Linked DNA regions of Mus musculus: all the other regions are linked to region 3. Evidence: chromatin contacts called from public Hi-C and Micro-C data. All regions are on one chromosome and are shown on one strand. The core of a region is the stretch at or near the end of the contact, and the rest is flanking DNA. Distances in the headings are between cores, read along the strand shown. Region 1 holds the start of Sash1 (SAM and SH3 domain containing 1). Region 2 has its middle 86 kb from the start of Gm30820. Region 3 holds the start of Ust (uronyl-2-sulfotransferase).

Region 1 (3,072 bases), core at 487-2,986, 370 kb after region 3:
CAGACAGAAATCTTTAACCCAGGAAAATGAGATACACTGAACTTCAAGATGTCCAAAAAGATGAGACATAGGCTCTATTTGCAAGAAAAAATATATACAGAGCTGTATTCATTGACCATCTACCATTCATCTGGCAATATGCTGAGTGCATCATACACATGGACATAGTGCCTCTCATAAAACCCAAGACACATGTCTTCCTGTTTTTCAAGTGAATTGGAGAGTCAGGAGTGAATGACCTTGATATGGTAATTGTAGACAGACAACTGGGGAGCAGGGATTTGAACCAGGCTAACTAACTTCAAAGCCCAAGACTTTAACCACTATGGAGAAAACTAAACACTGTATCGTGCCCAAAGAGGCACTGCTAAAACCCTGGGGAGCAGGGATTTGAACCAGACTAACTCGCTCCAAAGCCCAAGACCTTAACCACTATGAAGAAAACTATATCGTTCCTAAAGAGACACGGCTAACACCAGAGACACGGCTAACACCCTATCCATCCAAGGTAAAATTTCATCCTCAGTAGAACTACTTTCCAGAACTAAGATAAATCCATAGGCAGTTTTAACCACTGGCCAGTTCAAAACCTCTTTTGGGGGGGTTTGGTTGGTTGGTTGGTTTTGGTTTTTGGGTTTTTTTGTTTGTTTGTTTTGTTTTGTTTTGTTTTTGATTTTGGGTTTTTTTTGTTGTTGTTTTTGTTTTGTTTTTGTTTTTGGGGGATTGTTTTGTTTTGTTTTCGAGACAGATTTTCTCTGTGTAGTCCTGGCTGTCCTGGAACTCACTCTGTAGACCAGGCTGGCCTCGAACTCAGAAATTCGACTGCCTCTGCCACCCAGGTGCTGGAATTAAAGGCGTGCGCCACCACGCCCGGCAGTTCAAAACCCCTTATCAGCACAGATTCAGCAATATATGCCTTATTGTTCTCAGCGCCAAACATATAAAACAAATATCCTGTAATTCTACAAACTAGAAGAGCTGAGGGCAGAGCAAGTAAACACCGTGGTAGTTCTGCACAAGGAAACGGTTGTTTTCCTCTCATGGGCACAGGACAAGCCCTGTGCGGATAAACATCAATACCGAGAGGCCATGAGGAGTCCACTCGCCAAATATTTACAAGTAGTATTTACATCTACTCTTTCTGGCTTTTTCCACGCCAACTTTTCTAAGCAGGTGTCCCTAATTACAGTCGATTGTTCAAGAGGTGTCTCTGATGTGACCCGACAAGTAGGGGTTTTTTTTTTTTGTTTGGTTGGTTTGGTTTGGTTTGGTTTTTCTAAATTACAGTTTCAACCCCTATATAGAGAATACAGCGGAAAGAAGAAGGGTGACCAATAGGTGGGCGAGGGGTGAGCCCCGCTTCCCCCGCCTGCCTCCCCAGGTAGCTCACCAGGATGCCCATCACGTCGGTCCAGAGGCGGGAGATTGACTCGGAGACACCGGCCTCGGGCTCCAGCTCCCGGGCGGGATCCACCTCCGGCTCAGGCTCCGGCGCCGGGCTAGCAGCTCCCGCGTCCTCCTCCATGGCCGCGTCCCCGTGCGTCCGCGTCCGGGTCCCCGCGCTGCCCACCGCTCGCAGCAGCGCGTCGGCCGACGGGGCGCAAGTTCCCCGCCCGCGGCGTCACCGGGCCGCGCCCCCGCGTCGCATGCCCCAGGCTCCGCTGGGTACGAGCACCACTGCCAGGACTGGCACCTCGATCCCGGGCGACCGCGATTGACAACTCCAGAAACTTTTCCTAGCCCGGCCCCGCGCAGCAACAGGGTAGCTGGAGCAGAGTCCACAACACTGGCTGCGGCGGGGAGTTCACGGGACCAGGGAGACAAGAGCCACACCGCACGGGTGCTGCGTCCTGCTTCGGGGACCGGCTCCGGGTGGCACACCACTCGCCTCTACTGGAGAGTTTGTGCAGGGCTGGGCAGGGGACAGTGACGCCTGTGGACCCGGGCTAATTAGTCCTGGACCCCTCTCTTTAGAATGAGCTCTTCCAACTCCACATGACTCCCTCCCCTCCAGGCTCAAGAAAGCGTTTAGCAACAAAAGGTGCTCTGATGTCAGGCGCTTTGCATGGAAATGAGCCTCAGCCTGGCCAACAAATCGCCTTTTGAAAGCGCCACCGCGCCACGGGCCCGGGGCCCTGCACAAGTCCCCAATCGCGCCATTCACCCGCGCCTTCCGCCACTGAAACTGCAGAAAGTTAATCTTTAAGCCGCTCGCTGAGTTCGAGTTTAAGAGGAGTCCGTATGGTGACAACCCCTGGAATTACAGTCCTGTCTGTCAGGCTTCTTGGAAAACAAAGTGTGACAAAGCTCGCCTGGTCACGAGCCATTGTTTGGGTCGTAAGTCCGGGCGTTTCGGCTCCCGAGTGGCCGCAGTGCTGTGCACTTCTAGGGTTTTCGGATACTTAAATGAGACCCTCTCTGAGCTGTAAGGGTGTGTTTTGTTTTGTTTTGTTTTGTTTTGTTTTGTTTTGTTTTGTTTTGTTTTGTTTTACGTGGAAGAAACAGGCAAGGGGTATGTTCAAAATAAAAGTTAATTTTATGGCCGCTAAGCCCATGCACAGTTCAGGCCTCGATATGTTAATCAAGTGAAAATGCCAGAGGGAAATATCCCTGAAGAGGTCCTTTTTCCCTCTTCTCCCCCTCCTCCTCCTTTTAAAAACCAATCAAAAAATTTTTTCTAAGAGATGACAGTGCCTATCCTATTTGATTTTGTGGCTGCTCACTTTGTGAAACTAAAGAAACCCACGGAATCTGCCCCTTATTAAGGAGGTGGAGTGGAGAGGGGATGAAGTGAGGGTCCCCCGGATAGAACAATTACTTCTGAAGTGTCTTCATCTCTTTCTCAGCTTTCATACATTGAGAACAGCAGTCTAAGTAATGGGTGAATAGCTCTCACCCACAATGTCAAAACGTAAAAAGAAGTAAAACCCTAGCATAGCAGTATGGGCCTATAAGGCTGGGAAGTAGAGACATCGGGATTTTCGTGGCTTTAGTGGCTGCCATTCCAGACAGCTGGTAAGCTCCAGGTTCATGGAGAGATTGATCATGTCTCAAAAAATAAGGTGGTGTATG
Region 2 (2,700 bases), core at 74-2,573, 450 kb before region 3:
CACCACAAATATAAAACAAAGAAAATAACCATATTTCCTTTGCTGAGGATGTAACTTTTAACTTCCTTTTCATCAATTGATCTAACTTGTCAAGTTAACTGAAACACTTAGGCTTAGCATCTTGCCTACAATGATGCCTGGATTCTTTTTCTTAAGAGTTTATTCTTGGGTACCAGCCTTTAACATCCTAGCTCTGGTGAAACAAAGGCTGGAAGACTGGTGCAATTTTGAGAATAGCCTGGGCTATATAGCGAATTCCGTACCAGCCCTGGCTATAAAGCTAGATCCTGTCTCAGAAAAATAAAGCATAAACAAAATTCAGCAGTTATATTATGAATTAAGCATATTACATTGCCTCTGCATATAGGAGCAATGCTATTTAGTGTTCTTTATAGCGTTCCTTGGATCTTCAGCTCCCTCACAGCTAATCGAGTTCTAAGAGGCTCTAGAACTTCCAAGACTGCTTAAACAACAACAAGCAAACTTAAGGTAATAGCAGGAAAATCCGGTACAAATTGCCTGGCATGTGACCCACTAGCACTGAGAAAAATTAGTAATAGAATGACTGGTTATTTGGTTTTCAGACCACCCAGGTTTAAAGTAGCCATGGAACCACAAAACTTTGCTAAAAGCTATCTTCTTATTGTGGGCAAAGGACCAGCTATTTAGCTATTACTTGGATAATCTTGTGTGATTGGGAAAACAGAAGCAGCCTTCTGATGTATGATCTCCCCTCCAAGGATTCAGAGAACTTGTTATTTTGAATGGCGTTCTTACATGGGCATTGGTGGTCAAGTACATGATTTTGAAGACCTAAAAGCAAAAGAGGAAACAAATCATCAAGATGTATGCTTCTATCTGTTTTAAGTAGCTTTTCCTCCCTGCTTCCATAGGCATAAGATGATTTCCTTGAAAACCCATTTGCCAACGTTCATTCTGACATCTTCCACTCATATCTGCTCCTTCAGGATTTCCTCAGCTAGGCCTTTTATACCATGACCTGAGATGGCACAGTAGGTATCCACCTATTTCTTGGCTGGCTCGTGCAGCCTGTACTGGTTTTGTGGGATAATCTTGCTCATTTCTAACATTTAAACTGGCAACATTTGCTTGATTTTATTTGAAGTTGTAATCTTTACAATACATGCGTTGTTTCAAAGCAATGGCAATAATTGCCTGGCTTCTGCTATGCCTGCACCTTAAAGCCCATAATACGTTGCAAATGAGAACTCTTAGCAAACTTGGCCTCAGGAAACCCTTAAACAGAGAACTGGTTCCATCTGCTGAGACCACTTCCGGGCTCCCAGAGTGAACAGAAGCTTGGCTTCCTGTGAGATCTTACAGTTGCTTCTGCTTCCGCTTTCCGGTTCTAGCTGGAGTGTGGTGCACGCTCTTAGCTCACTCGGGGAGCAATGTCTAATTGGTAGCAGGCTGCCAGGCTCTCCCAAAGCCCAGTATACATGCTATGACAGTGACCAGTGCTGCAGTGCAAGGGGTCTGATACTCATGCAAGACTCCTTAACCGAACTCTAGACTCAGTTTCCCTCCGGTGTTCTTCATAGCCATTCTTCCGTGATAAGATGTTTGAGGCACTTAAAGCTTTCTTATTCATTCCCTCAAGAATAGCTTGGAGCACGCATCTCACATGCTCCTCTTTGAGAAAGCAAGATAGAAATTACAATAATAATAATAGTAGTAGTAACAACAACAACAACAACAACAACAACAACAACAACAACAAAAGGCAACATAGTCCCTGTAGGAAAAGGTAGGACACTAGTACCCTGTCCCAACCACTTTGTCCTTATCTTTCTCATACTGGACAAGCAAATATTTATTTTCTGGGGCCTCCTTTGCAGCTGAGAGTGGCCATGTGACCCAGTTTAACAGGACAAAATGAAATCAGAGCTAACAACTCTTCTCTGCCTTTATGATCAGTACCCTATCTCTGTCCTTATTTTAATGTTTATATGATATTTTGTGGTATGTACATACTAGGCCTATCGAGACATTCCCCCAAATGATAGATTGCTGTCATTTCCTCTCATAATCCAATAGTGTCATGATGAACATCCTATTTCAATAAACATTCTCAACCTTGTGTATTGGTGCCTTTCTTACAGGACTGAATCTCAAATACTGGTTAACTGTCAGAACTTACACATGTTTATGTTTCCAAAGATATTGAAATATATACACATTTTTAAAAATAGTGATTCTCTTCTCAATAGCTGTATGTAAGTGGACTTATCTTTCTGCTTTACCAATGGCTCTTTTCAAGTTTTCCATTCTACCGAGTAACAATAGGTTATTAGGGTATTTGAATTTCCACTTTCCTGCATCTTTTTAAAGATTTGTTGACTGGGCAGACATGGGTCCACTCTGGCATTTTCTTAATGCTTGTTCTTATTTGTTCTCATTCCTCATGCCTCTTCTCTGTGCCATTTCCTCTTGCTGGGGCCTCCAGTGGCCCACTTCTGCTTTCCTGCCACGTATACATGATAAAGATTCCTATCAGCCTTCTCTCCCTACACCCTCTTAAAACTTCTTCTTCTGCTTTTATGGCTCCCTTTGTAGTTTCATGACCTACACACATACAGAAATAAGTAAACAGATAAGCAAACAAAGAACTGAAGTCTAGATGGTAGAAGAAAAGAAACAATAGCATTTGTCTTTCTGTGCCTGGATTATTTCATTTAA
Region 3 (3,137 bases), core at 210-2,709:
ACAGGAGCCAGCATCATCCCTGGGACCTGAGCGAGTGCTGGCCAAGCCTTGGCACTCAGAATCATGGATGAGAGAGCAGCGAGGTCATACCTCACTGAAATCTGTTTTCTTGGGTTCCAACCTCTTCCTTTTTCAGCCACGAACCAAAAAGAAAAAAAAAAAAGTTGACTTAAGACACATACGGGGCGGAATTTCGAAGGCGGCACAGTTGACTGGCACCTAGAAACAGCCCCAATTTCTCCCGCACTCTCGCTGCAGTCCGCGGGGTGCGCAGGTGCTGCCAAGGAACAAACCAACCTAGGGAAAGACTGGAATCACCTGGGCCAACTCACAAACGGGGGACCCAGTGGATAGAATATCTAAAAGTGACTGGAAAGCGGGGTTAAACCAGCCCACACAACTCAGAAGGGAAAAGCCAGACGGGACAGGATTGTAAGTTGTTAACCACATCCTAGAGAGGACTGTGCACGCACCGCCAGGCCAGCATACACACAAATATTCACAAACATGCACATGTCTATTCTGCCCCAGTTGGAGTGGCGATTCGGGGACAGGTACGTGGTGTCCGGGCTTGGGACACCTGCCCGGAGTCCCCCGTCGCTGCGGGCAGCCCAGAGTACTGTAGGAAGCAGGCGCTCCCAGCTGCCTCACTGAGGGATGCTCAGTGGCATCCCACCTGGGGAGCCTCGGGGACCGTGGTGGCCGTGACAGCTTTAGATGTTCCCCGCTTATCACCCTTTCCCCGAGTGCCCAACTTTGCGGGGCTGGCGCAGCCCTTCCCTACCCAAATACTGCCGCAGGTCGAGCAGGAAGCGAGGGGGTCCCCCGCTGAGCTGGTAGAAGAGGGAGCCCAGGCAGAAGACCAGCAGGGTAGCCATGCAGAAACCGTAGTCCCGGAGGGAGAAGCGCAGGAAAGGCAGCAGCGGGATCCGGCGCTTGCAGCTGCCCAGGCACGGAGGGGCGCCCCCCACAGGGGCCCCATGGGGCCAGGGATCCGTGCCGCCGCCGGGATGCTGCTGCTGCTTCTTCTTCATCGCCGGCTCCGCCGCCTCGAACAGCCCGCCCCGGCCAGGAAGAGGTCACCCATCCGCCGCCAGCCGGAGCGCCTAGCCGGCTGTCTGCACATGGAGAGGGACGCGCTGAGGGCAGCCGGGTGGGGGCGGGGAGGGGCCGAAGTTGCCGGGCTCAGGGTACTCTGCTCGTCTTGGTCCCCACCGCTCGCTGCGGCCCCAAAGGGCCCAAAATGTCCCGGGCCCCGCCGTGGGGGTGGCGATCGCAACCCACGCCTGGTCGCGCGTCCTGCTAGCAGCCCCGCGTCCCGTAGCAGCCCTGCGCCCCAAGTCCCGCCGCGCCCCGGGCTCGCTCCCGGCTCGCCTCCAGCGCCAGCGTGGACCCCCCGGGCTTTGTGTGGGTCGCGGGCGGTGTGTTTGGTCCCAGTTCAGGCTCGGCTAGCTCAAGGCAGGGAGGATCGGGAGGCGGACACCACCCTCTCGCTCCACCTCCTTGACAGGGGCTTCCCTCCCTCCTCGCCTCTCCTCCCCTCCCCTTTCTCTCTGGCGCGAGACGGCCCGCTCTCCTCCCTCCCCGGCCCTCCCTTCCCTCTCCAACCCTGGGCTCGACGCTGGACTCGGTGTCACATTACGGCTTCTGCTGGGGCGGGCAGGGAGGGAGGAGGGGGCCGAGGATCAGCAACAAGGAAGAAAGTTTTTGGGTGCGTGGATTTTTTTTTTTTCCTCCTCCATTCTCTACAATCTGGTCTCGGTTCCTGCGCTACCAGCGACCTCTTGGGGCCCGCTGACTTCCCTCTCGTAAACAGTCGCCTTGGAGGATTTGACTACGTTTGTCTTTTCATTTGGGGAACTTGATTCTCTTTCTATATCCCAAGCGACCCACCTACCAAAAGCCGATATAAAATGTGCTGGGATATGGGTTCAAGACCTAGCCGGGACGGTAAAAGGCAAGAGGTGGGTGGTTTCGGCAGAGCCAGGCATAGCTCACGCCCTTGGCTCAGAATCAGAGGGCGCTTTTTTCTTGCCCTCCCTCGTCTTACAAGCACTCCACTGAAAACAAGGGTACTCCACTGACTGGAGGAAGACCTTACAGCAGATATAAAAGGAGAAGGCTCTGTGCCTTCACAGACCTGTTTCACCATCTCTCTTCCCACCGCTGGGAAGTTTCTAGAACTGAAAGAGCCCACGGAGCTTCCCAGAGACCTATCCGAGAACAGGGCTGCTCTATCAAACACACTTAATCGTTTTTGTTTTTACAAATCACCAGATACACAAGTGATATGGCCTAAGAGTTACATTGTGATTCCAGTGTCCTAGATTGTTTTTCTGTTGCTGTGATAAACATCATGACCCAAAATAACATGGAGGAAAAAAAGAATTTGTTTGGCTTACCAGTTACAGTCCATTGTGGAGGGAAGGTGAGGCAGGAGGAACCTAGAGACAGGAACTGGAGCAGAAACTGGAGAAATGTGCTTACGCGGGTTCTAGGTTCACCTTCCGCCGTCTTTCTTGTACTGTCCAGGGCCACCTGCTTAGGAACGGCTCTCTGCCTGCTGTGGCCTGGCCCCCCTACATCAATTAGCAATCAAGAAAATGCTCCCCAGACAGGAGCAAAAAAACAATCTGTTGGAGACAGTTCTCCAATAATGTTTTTCTTTTCCAAGCTGAGTTAAGTTGGAAACAGAAGTGACATTTAGTGACATAAGCAGGTAGGTAGGACTGTGAACAAGACAGATATATTAACCACTGCAGCATGACACTGGGCAGATTTCTTCATGGTTTCCCTGGGATTAGAAAACAGCATTTAGCTCAGGCCACACAATTCCGATGCCTCTCAACTCTGATCCCCAAATCATTCTAAATAGTCCAGTAATCAGGAGATGTGGGGCAGTTAAGAGCCTCATAGCTCCACGACTGTTCTCCTGAAAACTTTTAAAACATTATCCATCCAGAGATTATTCCACAGAAAATTGAGAAATGGGATCCTGGGAGCAAGAATTCACAATTAGAGGACAGAATGCATGATGGTTAGTTTTAAAAGTCACATGTCACAACCTAGAATCACGGGATAGAATGTCAATTAAAGACTTGCCTACACTGGATCAGCCTATGGGAATACCTGTGGAG

The links. A called contact is a pair of places that touch in the nucleus more often than the background predicts.
Region 1: a Micro-C map of embryonic stem cells shows a contact between it and region 3, with 6 times the contacts expected there. The contact joins the promoter of Sash1 here to the promoter of Ust in region 3. A contact is called at or near these places in 3 of 484 Hi-C or Micro-C datasets (all in embryonic stem cells) and 1 of 115 datasets of contacts at active chromatin or transcription factors (extraembryonic endoderm stem cells).
Region 2: a Hi-C map of CD8 T cells shows a contact between it and region 3, with 2.4 times the contacts expected there. The contact joins the enhancer-like site here to the promoter of Ust in region 3. A contact is called at or near these places in 1 of 484 Hi-C or Micro-C datasets (CD8 T cells) and 3 of 115 datasets of contacts at active chromatin or transcription factors (astrocytes, large pre-B cells and microglia).

Annotation. Positions count from the first base shown.
Region 1 is chr10:8,884,334-8,887,405 of GRCm38.p6, forward strand. Sash1 (SAM and SH3 domain containing 1) reads right to left here and starts at 1,737. Exons shown (of 20, transcript NM_175155.4): 1 at 1,391-1,737. The coding sequence starts at 1,525.
Region 2 is chr10:8,064,603-8,067,302 of GRCm38.p6, forward strand. No RefSeq gene overlaps it. Among named protein-coding and RNA genes, the nearest start is that of Gm30820, 86 kb to the left of the region's middle. Within about 2 kb of position 1,324, at least 102 of the 459 cell types and tissues checked have an H3K27ac peak or open chromatin away from gene starts, as enhancers often do. A contact at or near this core is called in CD8 T cells and microglia, where this site is marked.
Region 3 is chr10:8,517,366-8,520,502 of GRCm38.p6, forward strand. Ust (uronyl-2-sulfotransferase) reads right to left here and starts at 1,460. Exons shown (of 8, transcript NM_177387.3): 1 at 785-1,460. The coding sequence starts at 1,034.